2 separate regions of the Mus musculus genome follow, and region 1 is linked to region 2. Evidence: chromatin contacts called from public Hi-C data. All regions are on one chromosome and are shown on one strand. The core of a region is the stretch at or near the end of the contact, and the rest is flanking DNA. Distances in the headings are between cores, read along the strand shown. Region 1 has its middle 280 kb from the start of Gm51671. Region 2 has its middle 270 kb from the start of Lmx1a.

Evidence for each region. Hi-C and Micro-C count contacts between places; a contact is called where the count stands out from the background.
Region 1: a contact with region 2 is called in a Hi-C map of uterus, with 7 times the contacts expected there. The contact joins two enhancer-like sites. A contact is called at or near these places in 16 of 484 Hi-C or Micro-C datasets (adipose-derived mesenchymal stem cells, bladder smooth muscle, cerebellum and 4 more) and 2 of 115 datasets of contacts at active chromatin or transcription factors (fibro-adipogenic progenitors and neural progenitor cells).

The regions. Positions count from the first base shown.
Region 1 is chr1:168,065,466-168,068,584 of GRCm38.p6, reverse strand. No RefSeq gene overlaps it. Among named protein-coding and RNA genes, the nearest start is that of Gm51671, 280 kb to the left of the region's middle. Within about 2 kb of position 1,539, at least 16 of the 459 cell types and tissues checked have an H3K27ac peak or open chromatin away from gene starts, as enhancers often do. A contact at or near this core is called in uterus, where this site is marked.
Region 2 is chr1:167,953,163-167,956,335 of GRCm38.p6, reverse strand. No RefSeq gene overlaps it. Among named protein-coding and RNA genes, the nearest start is that of Lmx1a, 270 kb to the right of the region's middle. Within about 2 kb of position 1,300, at least 2 of the 459 cell types and tissues checked have an H3K27ac peak or open chromatin away from gene starts, as enhancers often do. A contact at or near this core is called in uterus, where this site is marked.

The sequences.
Region 1 (3,119 bases), core at 290-2,789, 110 kb before region 2:
GGAGACAGAAGGCAGACAGCGTCTTGAAGTCTGTAAAAGGCTCACCTAAGCAGGACGAGGAGCAGCTGCATTCTCTCTCAGCGGAGCACAGAACAAGGGAACATGGCTTAACCATAGAACGAGGAAATGGTTCCTGGCAGTGTGCTCAGTGGGTTGTCATGGGAGTTTACAGAGTTGTCTTCTTTAGGCGTCTTTGAAAATAGCTTAGCTGATCTGTGCCTAGAATGGCAGATGCTTGTCCTGCTTTGCTTGTGTCCACTGCACATTTAGCATGCTCTTGCTGGGGCAGTTGTGTCCATGCATACTGTGACCACAGAAGCAATGAGCCATGTCTGTTATGCACACCAGGCTTAGAGTGCAGAGGGTGGGCTCTGAAACCATGAGGAAATAAGCAGGGTTGAGGGTTGGAAAACTAACCCTACAATGATTGTTTCAGCTTACCCATTTGTGGTTAGTTAGATACCACCCTGTTGCTGTTTTCCAACATTTGGACACGATTCAAGGACTGAAGAAATGGTTCAGAACCTATGAACATATATTTCTCTTGCAGAGGACCCATGTTTCTTTCCCATCACCCATGCCAGGCAGCTCACAAGCTCCTGTAAAACACACACACACACACACACACAGAGAGAGAGAGAGAGAGAGAGAGAGAGAGAGAGAGAGAGAGAGTTAAAAGAGAGAGACATAGAGAGAGAAACAGAGAGAGAAAGAAAGAATGAACAAATGAAGGGAAAGGAAGGAAGGGAGGGAGGGAGGGAGGGAGGGAGGGAGGGAGGGAGGGAGGAAGGAAGGAAGGAAGGAAGGAAGGAAGGAAGGAAGGAAGGAAGGAAGGAAGGAAGGAAGGAAGCTGGACTCAACCAAAAGCACTCCCTTTGCCCAGAAGTCATGGTGAAATTGACAGATCCAGCTCCTCCTTGTGGGTTCCCTAATTTGTCCCCTTCCTCACTCTGTGCAGATCTGGAGAGGGACTTGGAGTTCTCTGAAGTGGGGTTGTATGCTAGCATTGGGAATCATTCCAACATCCATAGAGAAACATCCTACAAAAGGCTTCAACTGTTGTTAAACCTTAGTCTTCATTCTTCTGGCCCCGCTGATAATCTCTCTTCAGAGAATGTGCTTTCATTTCAAAAGCTATGGTCAGAGCCCCCGCTCTGTTCTTCAGCAACAATAATATTTTACCTCAGAGCTGACATTTATATGCAGGCAACTCATTTGTTACAAATTCTAATTGCGGAGCAACAACCCAAAAAAGGCAATGCAAGAGGCAAAAGGAAAAAAGGCTCAGAAACCCTTTGAGATCTCATCTAATTAAAAATGCAAATTAAGAGAGAAACCCGGAGTCATAAGTCCTGCTCAGTCTTTTCAAAGGCACCAATTACCAGTGACTCATTGGGAAAGGGACTGTCCTTAATTTTAAGACACATTTCTCAACAGCATCCCATTGACAGGAAATTAAAATGACTACCAGCTTAGAAGAGTTAGCACTTCAGCCTTGGTTGTCCAGGCTTTAAGGTTCCTGTTGTTCTGTTTCTTTAGCAACCGCAGCTAACGCAGATGACTTGCTGCCTCCGACTTCTCCTGAGGTCTAAGAACATTTTGTTTCCCAGAGATAAGCAATCTCATCTCTGATCTCATCCAGTCGCTTCTCATGGAACTAAACTGAAGGACATTCCAGAAAAGAACAAACTCAATGAAACCGAAAAGAATGCTTTAGAAGGCAAGTCAGCAGGGACGCTATTGGGGAATAAATGCCATTAGATGGAAGTTGAAGACTCTTGCTGGCTCTGAGTCTGGCCGTGCTTTTATATGAATCTATAACACATGCCAAGGGCTTCATGATTGTTATGTCTCTCGGTATTAATAAAGCATACATAGTACTTTTTGTCCTAACATGTTCTAAAATGGAGATGTTTAAGTCTTAGAACTAGATGACAGAATTACAAGAGGTTTTCTGGATTGAGCTCTCTGTCTTGAACTCACCTGACAGGGACAGCGTGTCGATATTATTTGAAGTCTAAGTGGAAGACAGAGACCACACGATAATTCCACAAGGAAATGTTCTCAAAGGGGGAATTGATAATTCAGCACTTAGGAAGTGGGAAGAGTGGGAAGTTTGCCCGTGAGATTGAGCCTCAGTCAGGTCTAAATAGTACATGTCAGATCCACCAGTGTGAAGACTACATAAGACTCCATGTCACAAGACAGAACAAAATAAAACACAAACAACGTAATTTTTAAATTACATCATTGGCTTGAAGAAACAAGGGACTGCCTATTAAGAAGTAAAGAGAGCTCGATGGGATATAAGGCTACAGATAAAGGTGGCAGGCACTACCACTCAGACTGATAACGTACTCATGAAAAGCTCCCCCCTCAACCCCAAGCCAAAGAGATCTCCTTGGTTCCCTGAATAATGAATTCACTGAGATGACAAGAAGGGGGGCTTTGCTAGAAACTCAGCCTGCAGGTTAGTGAGGGAAGCTGTCAAGGATCAGGCCAAGTTGACAAAGGATCAGCCAGAGTCCTTTATGATGGGTAGATGTCTGGGAAGTGTCCTCCATTGCAGACACTTGAGGTGGTGCTAACGTAGTCTGCTAGGCATCGAGTCTACTGCAGAAGTAGGACATTGGAGAATCTGTTCACTGCAGGAGTTAGGCTCAGGATAACTTCTCCCTGCTGCGGGAGGTGGGCATTGGAGAAGCTGTTTATGCTGTAGGCTTGCAGCACTGTGGAGGTCATGCACTCTTTGGAAACTGGGTGCTAGGGTGATTGTACACCCCGCAGTAACCTTGCCCTAGGAAAGACATTTGCACAGCAGGAGCTGAGCACTTTCCGGGAGCTGTGTATGGTAAAGAGACTGCCAGAGAGCACAAAGGAACCAAGGGGAAAAATCCCACCCTCTAACTGTGTTCTTCTAGCATCCTCTACTGACAAAACATTGTGTTTGCTGGCCGTAGAGAAGTGTTTAAAGGGCTCATCTTCATTGTTAAAGAAAAAGGAAAAAACAAAAACAAAAACCAAAAAACAGGCTATAAGATTTGGATTTGGAAGTGAAAAGCTACAGAGCAATATTAGTACATCAGCTATTGTACCAGTCTTTTTACATGTGATCTCAC
Region 2 (3,173 bases), core at 51-2,550:
CTCATTCAGAATGTCACTCGGGGAACCCCTGCCATTTCCCTAGATTGTGTTGTTCCAGGCCCTTGGAGAGATCTGCAGATATAGATGTATTGCAGCCATTACAGCTACCCTTTCAGCCAGCACTCCAACTGGAGAATGCTAGCATCTGTAGAGCTCTGTGTGAATCACTTCCAAAATATTGTTTTTCTTTGAGTGAGTCCTTATACCTCACCTATGAGGTGAGCACATGTATCCAACTAACAGAGAAGGAAACTGAGGCAAAAAGACGTTTAGTCACTTTCCTGCTGTGCTTTAGCCAACTAAACAGCAGAAATGGGATCCATCCAGTCTGCTTTGAAAGCATTTACCCTAAATCATGACTGTGCTCCCTCCCATCAAATCTTTATTATTATTTTTTTGAATAAAAGAATATGAGGAGCAGTCATGGTCTTCCAGTCAGACATGGACCACTGATTGTCTTCCAGTACACCTTAAAATGAATCTTCAAGCCATGTGACATTCATGAAGCTCCTGTAGATGTTGTGCATTTGTGACAAGAACACAACATTTATGTTCTGCCTTGTTTTAATGTTTTATGAAGTCGAGACTTTGTCTCATAGTGTCTTATTTGAGAGTGGTCACATCTGTGTGTATCTTTTATTCTACATTATCTGGATTGTGTTCTTGCGTTGATGTGTGGGAAAGAGTTGGGAAGAATTCATCAGTTTTCATGGGCCCTGGGCACAGCTAAAATGATCTATTTCTTATAGACTCTTGATGTGAGTTATGATGCTCAGTATAGGGTAAGTCATATGATCAGTATCAGTGGAGGCCTACGAGGCTGCTGAGATACCCACCCTGGCCTATAAGGAGGTCCAGCACCCAACAGCTGAATGAAGAGTGTTTTCTGACACTGGAGAGACTGTGCATCTCCAAGCTCATAACATATGCTCTGACTGAGCTCTGGCTCATCTGGAGAAGCAAGATCCTAGACTTACACAGTGATCCTGTCCATTTGGGGTCTTATCACAACTGTGTCAGATTAGTCAGGTCTTAGGCTAGAAGAACAAGGATCATCCTGTATAGATCAACTCAACTGAGGCAGTTCTTGCATAGTACAGCAACAATATAACCTTTTCAGCCTTAAGAGTGAGGAGAGAGATCCTACCAATTTGTTTCATTAACTCAACATAAAGCACCTGTAGGAAAACTAGCATATGGACACATGATAAGATGCAAAGGCTGGCAGATGACACAGCCAGAACTGAGGGGAGGACAAGCCATGGTCAGCATGTGCATGTGGGTTTATGGTGCTGCCTCCTGCACTGCTGTCTCTTGGTGTGAAAACGAACATGAATTTATACTGCTTCACAACCATAGGTCATTATGAAACTAGTAATAAAATACAATTAGAGCTTAATGAAAATTTATTAAGTCCTCGTGTGTGTTCTCTTAATGCTGGAGTAGATACAGAGTTTGGGTAAACAGAGATTTTTATCCTCAAGGACATTTTTATTAATTCACAAACTATTTTTAAGTGCCGGAATGTGTTCACCAGAAACACTTTAGTGTTCAAAGAAGAACAAACTCCCCGTCCCTCGAGAACTTACATTCTATCCAAGGAGAGACCAATAAATGGAATCTTGAAAAGTAATGGATATAAAAATTGAGTGAGTGGCTTAGAGGAATAGATATGTGGTTGGGATTGATGCTTTTAAATGATGCTTTTAAAGGAAGTATTGGGGTAAGGGGAGATGGAAACCTTAAGAGAAGTGGAGTGAGCCACCTCTTAGAGAAAAGGTATCACCCAGTCCCAGCCCATGTAAAATTCTTGAAGAAAGACTATCCAAAGGATGTTCAAGAAACAAGAGGAGAACCCATATGATAGAACCATGGTGACTGGTTTAGTTCCTATTAGCAATTACATAAAAATAATGTTTAATAATCCAGTCTAGAATCAAGCTCAACCTCAAAAAAGAGCAACCATGCAACTCTAAAAACTAGAATGTCTGTTGAGAAAGTCATCTCCTGTGCCAATGTGTTCAAAGCTATCCCCCAGATTCTCTTTTATCAGGTTCAGTGCATCTGGTTTTATGTTGAGGTCTTTGATCTACTAGGGCTTGAGTTTTGTGTAGGATGATAATAAGTATGGATCCATTTGCATTCTTCTACATGCAGATATCCAGTTGGACAGGCACCATTTGTCGAAGATGCTGTCTTTTGTCCAGTGTGTATTTTTACCTTCTTCATGAAAAATCAGATGTCCATAGGTGTGTGAATTTATGTCTGGGTCTTCAATTTTATTCCATTGATCAATGTATCTATTGTATGCGAATACCATGAGGTTTTTATTACTATAGCTCTATAGTACAACTTGAAATCAGGAATGGTGATAGAACTGACAGTTCTTTTATTCTTCAAGATTGTTTTAGTTATCCTGGGTCTTTTTGTTTTCCATATGAAGTTGAGAATTGTCCTTCCTATGTCTGTAAAGAATTCTCTTCTCTGTTTTCCTGGCTCAACCAATCTCTCATGTTAGTCCTCAGTATTGCAACAGAACACCAGCTGCAGGCTCCCTTCCCCCATCTTTATGCTTTCTGTGGATCCCACCGACCATCTCCTACTGACCTCCCATAAACCATCACCTAGACCCTATAATCACACCAAACCCAGATGCTTAGATGCCAGCATAAGAACATAATCAATAACAACCTGGATTATATGCCTCCACTAGAGCATAGTTATTCTACCATAGCAGGCCCAGAATAGCTGAAACCTAAGGAAAGAGATCTTAAAAATACTTATATGAAGATGATAGCTGAAACCTAAGGAAAAAGATCTTAAAAATACTTATATGAAGATGATAGAGGTCCTTAAAGAGGAAATAAATGAACCCCTTAATGAAATATAGAAAAACACAAATAAACAATTGAAGAAAGTGAATAAATCCTTTAAAGAATGCCAGGAAAAAAAAACCAAACAGTTGTAGGAAATGAATAAATCATTTAAGACATGAAAATGGAAATAGAAGCAATAAGAAAAATACAAACTGAAGAATTCTGGAAATGAAAGGTTTAGGAATTTGAACAGGAATTTCAAAGGTAAGCTTCACCAACAGAACACGAGATGGAAGAGAGAATCTTAGGCATTGAAGATACAATAGAAGAAATGGATACATTGGTTAAAAAAATGTT